Linked DNA regions of Sus scrofa: region 1 is linked to region 2. A link is a contact called in public HiChIP or PLAC-seq data. All regions are on one chromosome and are shown on one strand. Each heading gives the region's core, a stretch centred on a gene start, on an enhancer-like site or on the middle of the called end of the contact. The rest is flanking DNA. Distances are from core to core; before and after follow the strand shown. Region 1 holds the start of YTHDC2 (probable ATP-dependent RNA helicase YTHDC2). Region 2 holds the start of LOC100518827.

Region 1 (7,626 bases), core at 1,674-4,173, 500 kb before region 2:
ATTTCCCAGGCTAGGGGTCGAATAGAAGCTACAGCTGCCAGCCTGCACCACAGCCATAGCAACACCAGATTCACGCTGTGTCTGTGATCTATACCACAGCTCACAGCAACACCAGATCCTTAACCCACTGAGTGAGGTGAGGGATCGTACCCGCATTCTCAGGCATCCGAGTCGGGTTTGATAACCACTGAGCCATGAAGGGAACTCCCCAGCAAGACTTTATATTCTTAGCCCTGAGCAAGAAACTCTGCGGGTTCCATGCTTAAAGATTAGATTGTGGCTTCCTATGAGAGGAAACCAAATGTGTTGAATTGCCAGCTGTTGCCCCCTACCTCTTCTAGTCATAATTCACAACATCGGGCACTTTCTAGATGGGTACAGGTCTTACTGCCTCCTTAGTTATCAATACACTACTGAAACAACAAGCAAAAGTCTCTTCTTACCTTCACAGTTTCCTCGAAAGGTTGGACATTGAAGAGATCTGTGGAGTCAATGGAGAAATGCTGGATTTAATCATTTTCAGACACAAATCTACTGTCTCTCTTAGATCTCTTCTGATTACCCATATGACCATGGTCAGTATGTCTCTCCTGGAGATCTTGGAAGACTTGGCTGCTGGGAGCAGTTAAGAATGTGGAAGCAGGAGTTCCGGTCGTGGAACAGCAGAAACGAATCCAACTAGGAACCATGAGGTTGTGGATTCGACATTATTTAGATTCAAGTCTCTGGGGAAGAAGTCTGGCTTTTTTTTCTAACACAAAATCCCTTGCCTTGCTCAGTGGATTAAGGATCTGGCATTGTGTGAGCTGTGGTATAGGTCGCAGACACAGCTCGGATCTGGAATTGCTGTGGTTCTGGTATAGACCAGTGGCTACAGCACTGATTCCACCCCTAGCCTGGGAATCTCCATATGCCACAGGTGCAGCCCTAAAAAAGACAAAAGAAAAAAGAAAAAAAGAATGTGGATGCAGTGTAGCCCATTTATTGCTTCCACGTTGATTTGAGATAAAGATAATATCACCACTTGGATGGATTAATACAAGGAAAACTGTTCAAGGCATTTGAGATATAGTGCAAATTTTCTAACACAAAATAAATATAATAGTATAATGAATCCCGTGTACGCATCACCCATTAATCAATAATCATCCATTCTCGACCCATCTTTACCTCCTTATACTTCCCACTCTAACTCAATTATCTTCTTTTTTTTTCTTCTGATTTTCAGGGCCACATCTGAGGCATGTGGAAGTTCCCAAGCTAGGGGTCGAACCAGAGCTGCAGCTGTTGGCCTACACCACAGCCACAGCAATGCCAGATCCAAGCCATATTTGCAAGCTACACCACAGCTCACTACAACACCAGATCCTTAACCCACTGATTGAGTGAGACCAGGGATCGAACCTGCATCCTCATGGATACTAGTAAGGTTTGTTACCACTGAGCCACAATGGGAGCTCCTCAATTATTTAAAAAACAGGGGCGGGGGGCAGAAATTTATTTCTCATAGATCTGGTGGCTGGAAATTCAAGATCAAGGCATCAGCATTGTCTCCTTCGCTAGTGAGAGTCCCCTCCCCAGTTCAGAGCTGGAGGCTTCTCACTGTATCCTTACATAGTGGGAGGGGCCTTTTTTTTTTTTTTTAAGTAAAATGTATATATACTGAAATGCACAATTAGCTGTATAACTTGGAAATGGATACACCCATGTAACACACACCCTTATTATCTCCTTTTGGTCATATTTAAAATACTTAAATTGGTAGGTTAAGAAATAGTTTTATAGGTTTTTAGCTTTCCTCATTTTCAGATCATGAAGCATTGCTGTGGATGTTCTCATTTGGGAAATCCTTTCCTTCAGCCTCCCCTCTTCCCATTTCAGCACTGCAAGATCAACCCTTCCTCCCCCACTTTTGCTTCAAATACTGCCTCTGCACATGGACTCTAGATTTCTGTCTAGCAACCTAGGTTTGAGGATCCAAATGAGATTTTCTGTAATTTTTTCATTGGCATCACCCATCTCAGATAAAAAGGCTACTCCAACCCCCTCCCAGAATCCAGCAGTTTGCTTATTCTTGACTGCTTTGCCCCAGAGATGAGAGAAATAGGGATGTCAGGCCTGTTAATTTCACCCAGGCACCACCTGGAACCGAGAAGGGGCACAGGAGACAAAGAAATAAAATGCATTCTCTCCCAATCACCCCAGGTATGGTGAACAGAAGGTGAATGAAATGGGAAGAATTAAGAGATCAAAAGAAAGGAAAGACAAGTAAGGCTTCTGGGTTAAGAATGTCAGGATAATTGTTCTTGCTGTGTCTTCCCAAGGTTGTGTGTTTCAAGAAGCTATGCAACCAGATATACACTCTTTTTGTATGGTATTCCAGAAAAAAAGTACGTGCACCAATGAAAAAGTTTTCTGAAACAATACATAAGATTTCCACACTAAATATATTTAGATATTTTCTATTTTATTAGCCCATTTAAAAAAAAAAAAAAAACCTGGTCACCATCCACTAAAATAATTTTGCTTTTTATGGGTTACAATCTGAAGTTTGGAAACCACTGCCCTAGGGACTTTGTCTAAGATGTTGGGTTGGAGCTCTTTTCTTTAGGGTTCTTTGGTTCATTTTTTCCTTCACTGGGGGCCAGTGTGATCCCTCACAAAGTAGAGTTGCTCATCTTAAATCCAGGATACTTAGGCCGCTTACAAGAAATGATAATCAGTTCGTGATTATTTCAAGTCAACCAGCATTGGGTACCTGCCAGATGGAATGCTCCTCTTCATAGCCTGCCGGACCCTCTGTGGCTGGGGTGGACGTAGCTGGAGAGTCAGTCATTATCTGAGGTCATGAGAGGGTCATGATGACACACAGCCATCCACACACTCAGCCTGCTGCAAGATTTCCTCTTGTGTTTCCCATACCCTTTAGTTGAAGGAAGAAGCGCAAGCTTCTTACATATAAGAGGAGTTGTGCGTACAAAAAAAAAAAAAAAGCCAGACTTCTTCCCCAGAGACTTGAATCTAAATAATGTACAGCTAACTTCCTATATCTGAACCCAGAAATTTAAAAAAACAGATAATACTTTAAAGGAGAAGTTCTCTTGATCACTATTCAACAATAAAGATCCTGGAAATATGCTGAAGCATAGCCTGATCCAGTTTTCTAATAAAAAATAATAACAGTGAATCTTCAATGGGCTTTTCCTGGTGCTCCATATAATGTGCTTTACATGAATTATATTCTGGAACTTCACAAAATCCCTAGGAAATAAGTACTACTATGACCCTCGTTTTAAAGACGAGGAAAGCAAAACTCAGAACAGTTAAGCAATTTACACAAGATCACCCAGGAAATAGCATACATAGAATCAGACTACCTGATTCTCTGTGGACACAGAGATGTGTCACCCAATCCCTCTTCAAGAGTATCATCAGTGGCAGCTGTTAGCTGTCAAATTATTCAGGGGTTGACTCAGTCTCCAAGAAATACCTTGAAGAAGGTCACAACTTTCCCATAGAGCAGTCTACACCCAGTGACCAACTGAGGTGGAGACTGAAGGTCCAGCCATGAAAGGGCAACACATGAAAACTCTAAAAGATTTTTTTAACTCCAGAGCTTCCTATCAGGTCAAATAACACCATCAGGTCCACACCAAGCTGTACTTCTCCCTCTACCTAATCTTGCTTCCTTTCTCTTTTTTCCATCCTTTCAAGGACACTCTTTACTAGATATCCTACACACCAAATTCTACCTCCATGTATCTTCTCTGAGAACCAAAACTGGAGCAAAGAAAAATCTTCTCAATGGGCAGAGTTTCAAGTGGTCACTTTGTATACAGAGAAACAGCTCACATTAGAATAGATACAATTCATAGATGGTGGCATGACAGCAGGAAGACTGGAAAGACAGGAAGACAAAGAGGACAAGGTAGAGACATAAGAAAAGACAACTGTGAATGGGTAAAAAATGTGAAGACCTTTCTATCACATTTTAAGGTCCACCAAAGAGCATTAACCACAGAAGAGGTACTAAGCAACTAAGTAAGCAAAATGACTAAGTCAGATGACACCAGCACAATGGGCATACAGATGAAATTGCCATGGTGATAGAAATGGAGGCTATGCCTGGACCCAGCAGCATGGTTACCCAACCAACAAAGGCTGACATTACTGCTCCTGCTGCCAAATGTCTTGCGTACAATTAGCAGAGACTAATGCTGGGGCTCCAATATGGCAACATTCCTAGAATGAACTGACTATCTGATCCTAAGTTGACTATGTTGGACCACCTTTAGTCTGAAAGGGCCAGTGATTCATGCTCATGCTAGACATATATTTTTGGTATGGGCTTTCCTTTCCCACCTTCAAGGATTCAGCCAGTATCACCATTCAAGGGCTTACAGAATGTTCACTCTATGGACCTAGAATCCCACATGATGTTATGTCAAGTCAGTTAACACACATTACCTGAAGCACAGGAGGGGGCTTGTGACCATGGGATCCACTGTTCATATTACATACTGTCCCACCAAGAAGCTTTTGGGAAGAGAAGTAGAACAGCCTCCAGAAAGCACAGCTAAAGTGCCAGCTTGAGGCTGATACTTTATGAGGATGGTGTCCATCTTCCAGGACACAGGCTATACCTTGACTAACAAAGTGTTCATATAGGGCTGCATTAGGAAGACTATATAGGTCTAGAAGCCAAGAAGTGGAAGTAGAAGTGACCACACATACCTTGACTTCCCATGGCCCTTTTGGGAAATAGGTGCTTCCTGTTTGCAAAGCTTTTGTCTTTAGAGGGTTAGTTAGAAATGAACTTCTCTTCTTTTCCTTCTTCTTTTTCTCCTCCCTCTCCTCCTCCTCCTTATTCTCCTTCTTATTTTAGTTTTTACAGCCACACCTGTGACATATGGAAGTTCCTAGGCAAGGAGTCAAATTGGAGCAGCAGCTGAGGCCTATGCCACAGCCATGGCAACACTGGATCCAAGCCACAACTGAGACCTATGCTGCAGCTTGCAGTAGTGCTATATTCTTAACCCACTGAGCAAGGTCAGTGATCAAACCCACATCTTCATGGAGACTATGTTGGGTTCCTAACCCATTGAGCCACAATGGGACCTCCAAGGTTAAAAATGTTGGTTTTGGAGTGCCTGTTGTGGTGCAGTGGAAACGAATCTGACTAGGAACCATGAGGTTGCGGGTTCAATCCCTGGCCTTGCTAGTTAGTGTGTTAAGGACCTGGCATTGCCGTGAGCTGTGGTGTAGGTCGCAGACATGGCTCAGATCTGGTGTTGCTGTGGCTATGGTGTAGGCCGGCAGGTGTAGCTCCTATTAGACTCCTCTCCTGGGAAACTCCATATGCTATGGGTATGGCCCTAAAAAGCAAAAAAAAAAAAAAAAAAAAAAATCTTGGAAGTCTTCCACCAAGGGATGTAGATATCAGTAGACAAAAAGAAAAGTCACCATCTTGGCTAAGGTAATTTACCCCATTGGTTAGGAAGAAGCAGGGCTACATTATACAATAGGGACAAAGAGGAATATGTTGAGTGATAATTCAGGCACCACTTCATACCCTCTTGTTCAGTTATAACGGTAAATGAACAAGGACACAGTCAGAGATGAGGATCTGGGCTGTATAACTAGGTAAGCCACCAAGGCCAGCTCTCTGAGAGTGAGGGGACTCTATACATACTGATGGGGAAGGGAGACAATAAGATCAGTTAGGCCCCACAAGCCCAGCACCAGTCATTGGAACTGTACTTTTTCCCATCACTTCTTGGTGATGGGAAACTTCTTCTAAGATTCCACCTGAGAGTCCCACAAGGATTTAAGACAAGCTGTTCTCCAAACATATATGAATAATTGGATGCAAATGGCTCAAAGAGTGAACTGTGATGAATATGGAGACACATCACACAGTTCTTTCTTCAAGAAAGGACTTGTTGTCCCAGCTTCTAAGATCACTGTCAGTAAACACTGTCAGCCTGTCAGGAACCAGAACCAACTCTGCTGCTGGGACTCACCTTGCCAAGGTCATAACCTTCCTACATTTTGGATCCAGTGGGACACGGCTCTACATCTAATAACTGACTGAGGCATAGGGAGAAAGGCACAGCCATTCATTTTAGCTCAAGGCAATCTGATGAACCATGTGGTAAATAGAATAAAGCCCTCCTTCAAGATATCCACATCCTTCCTAGTTCTTAGAACCTGTAAATATGTTACATACATGGCAAGGAGCTCAAGGATGTGGGAAGTGAAGGGCAGAGGGAGGCAAGGATTCTGGGGTTTCTGGATTGGGTGTCTAAGTGAATGATGGACACAAGAGGAGCCAGTTGTGGTGAAAAAAGTAAGTTCAGTTTGAAGTGTTTGTCATGTGAAGATGTGAAGCTATCCAGTGGGAGGCTATGCATGTAGATCTAGAACTAGATATGTGCTACTGATGCAATTTGGAATTTTTTTAGTATGTAGGAAGATATCCACAGATAATGGAGAAAGGGATCAGAAGAAAGTAGAAAAGAAGATCCTGGGAATAACCAACATTAAAGAGAAAGGCAAAGAAAGACGGAGAGCTGGAAACTAGGAGAGATGTTTTCAAGCACTGGGATGAAATGATTTCAAGAAAGGAGTGGTCTTCCACATTGAAAGGAATGGCTCTCATTTTGGTAAGAAACTTAAACAGCTGTGGAAAATTACCAAAGATCATAGAGTGGAATACTGTGGAAGCCCATCTGTTTGATGTCTGTTCAACTCAGTACACATTTATTAGACCACTCCTCTGCTCCTAATGGTGTCTTGGAGAAAAATACGATCTAGACAGAGTTTGTACTCAACAAGCTGAAGATCTAAGAGCAGACCCTGATGTCAAATATAAAAATGACTACATGTAAGAAAAATCATATTTTTGGACTGAATTCTTCCATTTTCACTTGTGTATTTATATTTCTTAGATCTAGGCTTTGCCTCTGCTATGCCAAAAATATGACCAAAGAATGGCAATGTTAATTTAAAAAAATAGACTCTGCAATAAAAACTTAAAAAAAAAAACAGTTAATTTGGAGTCATGTAGATACAGTCATGATCTAGTCCTATTTGGGATTATTTCACAGTATCACAGTTTGATTTGTAGTTTCATTATATATTTCATTATATAGTAGCAAATCTTGCTGATATTAAATGCTTCCTAATTATGTTTATTAAAAAGTTTTATGTCATTGTTATAATTTTGTAAAGGGAATTTGAAAAAATTCTATAAAGCAAACAGTCTGTTTCTGCAGGGCCTATTTCTCTAGTACTTAAATTTATCACATTCCTATATTTTAACTTGAAGAGCATTCAAATAGAAATCAAAGAACTCTATTATTAACTCAATTATCTTTTTGAAGGAACTGCTGAGAACATTTATCAATATTAGTGTAGCAGGGAAGGAATGTAGAATGAGGAGTTGGGAGATTGCGTTTTATGTCTCAACTCGATCACTTACTATTTGGGCAACTTTGGGCAACTCATCCAGCTGCTCTGAATATAAATGTTTTTTATCTATAAAACAGTAATCACAGTAGGATTGCAGTGAGGCTGTAACAAGTTATAAATGCCCTATATCAAATAAATATATAGAACTGCATT
Region 2 (7,761 bases), core at 297-2,796:
AAACGGTTCTAAATCACAAAAAGTATTATTTAATATCTACTGGCTATTAAATCAGATGCTGGAGTTCCCGTCAGGGCTCAGCGATAACGAATCTGACTGGCATCCATGAGGATGCAGGTTCAATCCCTGGCCTCGCTCAGTGGTTAAAAATCTGGTGTTGCTCTGGCTGTGGTGTAGGCCAGTGGCTATAGCTCCAGTTTGACCCCTAGCCTGGGAACCTCCATATACCTTGCGTGTGGCCCTAAAAAGACAAACATAAATAAATAAATAAATCAGATCCCTAACACCAAAAAAACCAAAATGTCAACCCCATAATGATTAAGCACTTTAAAACCAAATGTGCATACCTTATCTGCAAAATCTTACTTATGCTCCTGATAAGAAAATTAGTGGGACAAGGAGCAGAATAAGAAAAACAACACACTTTTCACTCTCCACTCCTAACAGTGTGTTATTCGTTTTCTCCTGCTGCCGTTAACAAGTTTACACAAATTTAGCAACTTAAAACAACGCAAATGTATTATCATAGCTCTGTTGTTTGGAAATCTGGCGTGAGTTTCACTGGGCTAAAATCAGGGCATCAGAGGGCTGTGTTCTTTTCTGGAGATTCCAGAGGAGAATCTGCTTCCATGCTCACTCAGGTGGTTGGCAGAATTAAGTTCCATATAGTTGTAGAAATGAAGTCTCTGTTTCCTTGCTGGCTGTCAGCTGAGGGCCATTCCCAGCTCCTAGAGGCTGTCTATACACTTTGGCTTCAAAGATCTTCCTCCTCCATCTTCAAAGGCAATGGAAGTTTGTCTTCTCCAGCCTTCTCTTCTGCCCCATCTCTGACTCTCCTGTTTTCCTCTTCATTTTTTATTTTCTCATCTCTCAGTCCCTCACATTAACCACGTGGGCAAAGCCCTGTTTTACTGTGTAATGAAACATATTCACGGGTTCTGGGGATTAGGATGTGTGAAGGACCATTACTCTGCTACCACACCGGACAAGGAAACTGAACGTGTCCCATGCTCGCACTCACTCTGTATGAAGCTTGTACATCCTTCCACAAGGCCATCACTCCAGCAGGCAAGGATGGAGGGGAAACTAGGCAGAAAATATCCCCTATCATTTTCTCATGTCCTTTCTGCTTGCATTGGCTTAATTACTGGATTTTCCTTACCAGGCTACGTGAGGTCAAGGCAGACAGGACGATGAAGAATTTAGAATTAATTTCCTGACACCAACATTAATCCAGTAAGTGAAACACATGTCTCCCCTCTATCTATTCTTGAACCATCCAGAGTTTAGGGAAGAGGTATAAGGGGCACATAGGAAAGAATCAGGTCGGAACAAAATGTCAAGCCCTTAAAAAAAACCACGCACAGCAACATAGTCCCCTGCCCGGCTTCCTTAAGAAACTCAACCCACCAAGGTTCCTTACCTGCGGTGGCAGTAAACAAGAAGAGTCAGGCTCATGAGAGTCATTAATTGGGTGTCACTATGTACTAACCAGTGCTAGATGATTCAACAAACCTGCCTTCATTCTTTAAACCTATGTGGTACATGGGTAAAGGTATTATCCTGGACAAGAGGAACCGTGGGCTTACAGAGGTGATCATTTACCCAAAAGAACAAGAGTGAGAGATGAATCTAAACCTAGATTTGCTAGCTGCTCCAGCCCAAGGAAATTTCCCGACTTTCTCTAGCAAGAAGGTAAGATTGAAATTTGGTATAATCCTCACATTGTACCTTTCAGTGTCTTTCAGTAACACTTTTTGAGGAGTCCCTCTCCTTCCCCAACCTTTCTCTCCCCAGACATGAGAGAGACTTCCTAGTGAAGTCCTTAGAGTTCTTTACCTCCCATAATCATTACACATTTACTTCTGGATGGTCACTGTCCCTACTGTCCCAACATTGATGTTATCATTCAGGCTAATCCTGGTGTGACGACCACTGGGCTATGGGCTTGCATTTTATGTTTTCTTCGTCCTTCCTTCCTTTCCTTCCTCTCTCTCCTTTTTTTTTTTTTTTTTTTTTTTCTTTCCTCCCTCCCTCTTTTTCTTTCTTTTCTGTTTCTTTTTGCTTCAAAGAAACAAAGAAAGGTCCTGGGAGGTGGTCCCTGAATAAGTCTCTACTAGGACTTACAGGTGCAGGGAGCCCCAGGTGCTACCAGTCAGCCCAAATGACTGCAGCCTCTATCCTTTCAATGAGGAATGGTTATCAGCATAAAGCCAATTAACCACCTCAACTTTCTTTCTGGTACTGATCGCTTCTAAAATTTCAGCATAAAATCCCAACTCCTTACCACAGGTACAAAGCCTGACAGGATTTGCTCCTGCCTGTCACCTACACTGCATCTCAAGCCACCCTGCCCTCCTGCCACTGCTCCAGCGACACTGGCCAAGGCCTGCTTCTGAGCACCTGAAATGGGACTAGTCTGAACTCAAATGTACTGGTAATATAAGATATATACTGGACTTTGAAGACTTAGTACGAATAAAAAAATGCAAATACATCATCAATGATTTTATATTGATTACAGGTTGCAATGACAATATTGAGCACATGGTGAATTACTGTTAAGATTAATTTAGCTGGTTCCTTTTACCTTTTTTTGCGGCTTTTCCAACATTTAAAATAACATTCATGGAGTTCCCATTGTGGCTCAGCGGTTAAGGAACCCGACCAGTATCCATGAGGACACAGTTCCATCCCTGGCCTCACAAAGTGGGTTAAGGATCCGGCATTGCCATGAGCTATGGTGTAGGTCACCGATGCGGCTTGAATCCCAAGCTACTGTGGCCATGGTGAAGGCCAGCAGCTACAGCTCTGATTCAACCCCTACCCCTAGCCTGGGAACCTCCATATGCAGCGGGTGCGGCCCTAGAAAAACAAATAAAATAAATATATAAAATAATATTCCTTGTTTGCACTAGATTCCTACCAAACAGCGCGTCTCTATCACATTTTACCCCCTTTTGTTTCTTTTTTGGTACTTACACTATCTGGACTTAACAGTGTCCATGTTACCTGTTTTGTGTCTTTCTCACGCAACTAGTCTGTCTCATTCACACCTGACTGCCAGGCATTTAGAAAAGAGCATGAAGCATACTAAGTACTCAATAAATATTTCTGAAATTAATGACCTTACTCTTCCTCAGCTGGAGACGGTGAGCTCTGTCCTCCCTCAGAACACGAGGTCTCAAGTCCTTCGGGCTACACCCGCAGCTCAGCGGTGACCGTGTGCCCGTAACACTGCGAAGAAGGGTGGGTAGAAAGTCACGCTTGATAAAAGCTCCTTCGGCGCCGGAAAAACTAGTTGCACGATGCCTCGGGAGTCGGGAGTTCAGCGCGCAAACACGCCTTTCTCACAAAGCTTTCTCATGGAGCCCCGCCCCTCAGCCAATCACTATGCACTTCGCCCTCCAGCCACATGGTGGCGTCTCGCGGGGGCGCGGCGGTCGATGGTACAGTCCATTCTCCCCCCCTCGCGCAGTGGGTCCTTCCAGTCATAGAAAAGCATTGTGGGAAGAGTGCGCAGCCTTTCCACCTTCGGCGTTGCGTCCGGATGTTCTGTCCGGGAGTTTCGAGGATGGCTGCAGCCTTCGGACGCGTGGCCACATGGCCTCTGACCGCCGGGGCCCCGGGCAGGAGCGCGCGGCCGCCTTGAGTCTGGTGAGGCCCGCGCCGCAGCAGTTCCAGGGCCGAGAGTCCCCGGCCCTAAATGCGTGGAGGGCAGCGGCCAGTTCTAGCTCCCGCCACGTTGTCGATGGGACCTCAGGAGGCCCCGAAGTGGCCCCCTGCCAGGGCTCTCTCGCCAGGAGCTGGAGCGATGGCTTGGGGGGCGTTTGAGTTTCATAGACTGTATGTCAAAGAAATTTTAATGGAAGCGGAGATTTCTTGGCTCTGAAAGGAAAAGGCCACGCCGTGTAACTGCACCTATGTCTGCCTGCCAGTGTGAAATCGGGTCAGCGCGGAAGTGCCGTTTAAGGTTTAGATCTTCATAACTTTCAGGATGCAGAACTTGGATTTTAAGATGCGGAAATTAGTGTCACCAGCTTTGGAGGTGAGTTGCTTCGAAGTTTGACGATATTAAAAGACTTAGGCTTTTGTTTCTGAGTCGTAAAGGAGAATGTGGAGCTGCGATTAGTTCCCCTCAGCTCTAATCAACAGAACAAATCATCGCAGTTGCTTTGGGGTCTGGAACTTTGGGCCACACAGCATTGCTTCCGCGGTTTTCTTGCAGCCTTTGTGTTGCCCATTCACTTTTGGCAACTAGTGAATGTGGTGTCAAAAAAGGCAAAAATCAAACACTTTTGCAGCCTTTTACTGCCTTTGTATTTGATATCTTCGGTGTAGGAGCTGCTTAAGTAACAGTTAGCTCATGTTACTTGCATAAGTGATTTTGATTCTGCCAGTGTTAGGTGTTTCTCTTAACCGGTTTTAATTTTTGTTCAGCTGAAAGATGGACGCTTGAAGCATAGACTCGCTAGCTTAATCCATGACTATGAGGAAGCAGAAAGATGACCTAAGGTAAGTTGATACTTCAGAATGAGAAACTTTCTAGGTTGGGGTGCCTTCTCTAGTAGGTATTAGTTAATAATTGTTCATTATTTGTTTGGCAGTATTAGTACTGCTATATCTGTAAGCAGTTGTTTACTGCAGATGGGATGGCCTCTTCCCAGCTTATTCATCATAAAATCCTAAGATACATGCGTAGTAGCTAAATTTTAGAAAACCACTCTCCAGATAATCAGCCATGTTTTATGTTGACATTTAAAGTCCAGAAGTACATACCTTGATACAGTGCAGAAGCATGTACTGCGAGTTTGTGGCGCATGTAAAAAAATGTTTACCTGTTAAATTGAGTACTTTGTTGTTTTTTTTTAGGGTGTCCTTGCTGAGGAATTTGACGACTTGATCTTCAAGAGTTGGTTAGGGTTATGTAAAATTTTCAAGATTACTAAAAATTACTGCTTTTTGAGCAGTCCATAAATGTACATATAAAACAGTGGGGCTATAAATAAAATGGTTTGTTTCTCAGAAGTTTGTGTGTTAACTGCCAGGAAGTAGCGTTCTTTCACTGAAAGATTACGTGGAATCTCCCTCCCGCTCCCAGCAACTCCAAAATTGTTAACACCTCAGCTGTTAATATTCTGTGATGAATCTGTCACTGATAGCCTTATAAAACACAGGCTTATGCTAGGCCCCAAGGAGAATTACATGCTTTCTTCCAATGTCTGATGCATGGTGAACTGAAATAGACCAGTTGGTTTCTACATCACAGGTGTACTTACTTTGTTACTGAATTTTAAGTCAGCAAATAACCTTCACTTTGCAGGAAAGAACAAATGGTGTATTCAGGCATTCAGAATATTTATTGAAAGCACTGCACTAGCAGCTGGGAACACAGTGGTGGGCAAACACAGTTCCTCCCTTTGGGAGCTTTCCGTTGAATGGAAGAAATGTCTTCACATCAAAACTTCGTTTGTGAGACAAGTCCTTTGCATGATAAGATTTGACCAGAAACCTGAGAAATGGTTGAGACTAAGGGTAGTTAATCATTTTTACAAGGCAAAACTGACCCTGTGCCATGTACAGTGGCCTGGAGCTAAAAATTGGGTATGACTGAAATAAGTCCAGATTTCTAACTTGGAGGTTTCCTTTAACTGCCCTCATTAGACAAGAGTTGAATGCTTAATGAAGCTGGAAGGTGGCCATTATGGGAGCTGTGGATATTATCAGGCTGAACAGTTAAAGAGGCCATACCACTTAAGGCTCATTTTAAAGCAAAGGGAAATCCATGACAAATGCACACTGCCGAGAAAAGGGGTGCTGGTGTGCCAGTCTGAGGCTGCTATGGTTGTAAGAGATGATCACATTGGACCAGGATGGTAAAATCAGGAAAGAGATGGTTGAAGCTATAGTAGACAGGACCTGGTAATAGAGGATGTGTCTATAATGACTGCTAGGCGTATAGTCTTGTACAATCACAAATCCAGCTGGGGAGCAGCATTTTCAAGTAGTTAATTTGAATTGTCTTAGATTTCTAAGTGACCCCTTGTCACTATATTGGCTTGTAGTCTTAAACTATAGAAAAGCCATGGGAATAAATGAAACCCACTGGGGCAGAGAAATAGGGACTGGGGTTGAGAAAATTAACTGGTGAAGTAGCATAGGGTGAGCTGCAAAGGACAGAATGGTAGGAACAATGGGAAATAGAACAGTGACATGAAGGTGATGTTAGGTCTGCTGTCCTAGAGAATCTGTATTAGAGATGGTTTGGGATAAACAGAGATTGAGAATGCTGGCTGCACCATTCAGGAGACAGAATGGGTGAAAAAAAAGTGGTAGTTGGGGAAGGATATTTGGTTGGCTTACTTTTTTTTAAGGGCCGCACCTGTGGCATACAGAAGTTCCCAGGATATGGGTCAGAATGGGTGCTGCATCTGTGACCTACACCACAGCTCATAGCAACACTGTATCCTTAACTCACTGAGCAAGACCAAGGCTTGAACACACATCCAATCATACTAGTTGGGTTCTTAAACCCCTAAGCCGCAACAGGAAGTCCAGTCCTACTTTTTTTTTTTTTTTTTTGGTCTTTTTAGGGCCGCTCCTGTGGCTCATGGAGGTTCCCAAGCTAGGGGTCCAATCAGCTACGGCTGCTGGCCTATACCACAGCCACAGCAACGCAGGATCCAAGCCTCTTCTTTTTTTTTTTTTTTTTTTGGTCTTTTTTTTTGCTATTTCTTGGGCCGTGCCCTCGGCATATGGAGGTTCCCAGGCTAGGGGTCGAATCGGAGCTGTAGCCACCGGCCTACGCCAGAGCCACAGCAACGCGGGATCCAAGCCGCATCTGCAACCTACACCACAGCTCACAGCAACGCCGGATTGTTAACCCACTGAGCAAGGGCAGGGATCGAACCCGCAACCTCATGGTTCCTAGTCGAATTTGTTAACCACTGCGCCGCGACGGGAACTCCCCAAGCCTCTTCTGCAAGCTACACCACAGCTCACAGCAACGCTGGATCCTTAACCCACTGAGCGAGGCCAGGGATGGAACCCGAAACCTTATGGTTAATAGTCGGATTTGTTTCCACTGTGCCACTATGGGAACTCCCAGGCTTTCATTTTTTTTTAAGTAAGGGTCTTAAATAGGATCTAGCTGAGAGGAAGAGGCTGACTATATTAATACAGCAGAGAACAGGGGTAAGGAGGAGATGGGTTCCAAAGCACAGGTAAAGGGACAGGAGAAAAGGAAGGACTCGGTTGATGGCAGCCATGAAAAGGTTTAGCTGTGGATGTCCCCTAAATGAGTATTTCCCCTATAGACGTGAGTCATTTGCAGAGAGAAAATCTGAAGTGGTATTTAGGGAGAGAGATAGCCAGGCAGGCTGTAGGGACTATTTGAGGTTGAGGTCATGAATTTACAAGCTGAGGTCAACTGAAATCCATACCCACATGTAGCCTTTTTTTTTTTTTTTTTTTTTTTTTTAAAGCACAAGACAAGGACACTAGAAATTTAAAGCAGCACTTAACAAAACTTTTTTTAACATTTTAAGTCAGTGGAACTTAATGCCACAAATTACAGTATTACAAAGAACATAAGAATAAAAATATCTGCAGTGTGAAAGTGATGCCTCAGTCATGTATCTGTGCACAGGCAGAGATCCACCCAGAGTTGAGAAGAACCTTTTCATCCCACTTGGTGTACTGCTGCGCAGCTAGCCAGATGCAATCCAGGATTCCAGAACTTTGATCAGAAGCATCTGGTCT

Evidence for each region. HiChIP or PLAC-seq counts read pairs in DNA pulled down with a chosen protein or histone mark.
Region 1: an H3K27ac HiChIP or PLAC-seq map of skeletal muscle shows a contact between it and region 2, with 10 times the contacts expected there. The contact joins the promoter of YTHDC2 here to the promoter of LOC100518827 in region 2. A contact is called at or near these places in 2 of 5 promoter capture datasets (fetal skeletal muscle and skeletal muscle), 22 of 47 Hi-C or Micro-C datasets (adipose tissue, alveolar macrophages, brain and 13 more) and 2 of 2 datasets of contacts at active chromatin or transcription factors (alveolar macrophages and skeletal muscle).

What each region holds. Positions count from the first base shown.
Region 1 is chr2:117,998,699-118,006,324 of Sscrofa11.1, reverse strand. YTHDC2 (probable ATP-dependent RNA helicase YTHDC2) reads right to left here and starts at 2,923. Exons shown (of 31, transcript XM_021084629.1): 1 at 2,759-2,923; 2 at 444-481. The coding sequence starts at 2,784.
Region 2 is chr2:117,501,392-117,509,152 of Sscrofa11.1, reverse strand. It overlaps LOC100518827, which reads left to right and starts at 1,546. Exons shown (of 4, transcript XM_013995035.2): 1 at 1,546-1,619; 2 at 3,174-4,048; 3 at 4,441-4,515; 4 at 4,873-5,028. The coding sequence starts at 1,546. The coding sequence ends at 3,834. NREP (neuronal regeneration-related protein) reads right to left here and starts at 3,302. Exons shown (of 7, transcript XM_021084633.1): 1 at 3,134-3,302. EPB41L4A (a long non-coding RNA gene) reads right to left here. Exons shown (of 23, transcript XR_002342070.1): 23 at 7,455-7,761.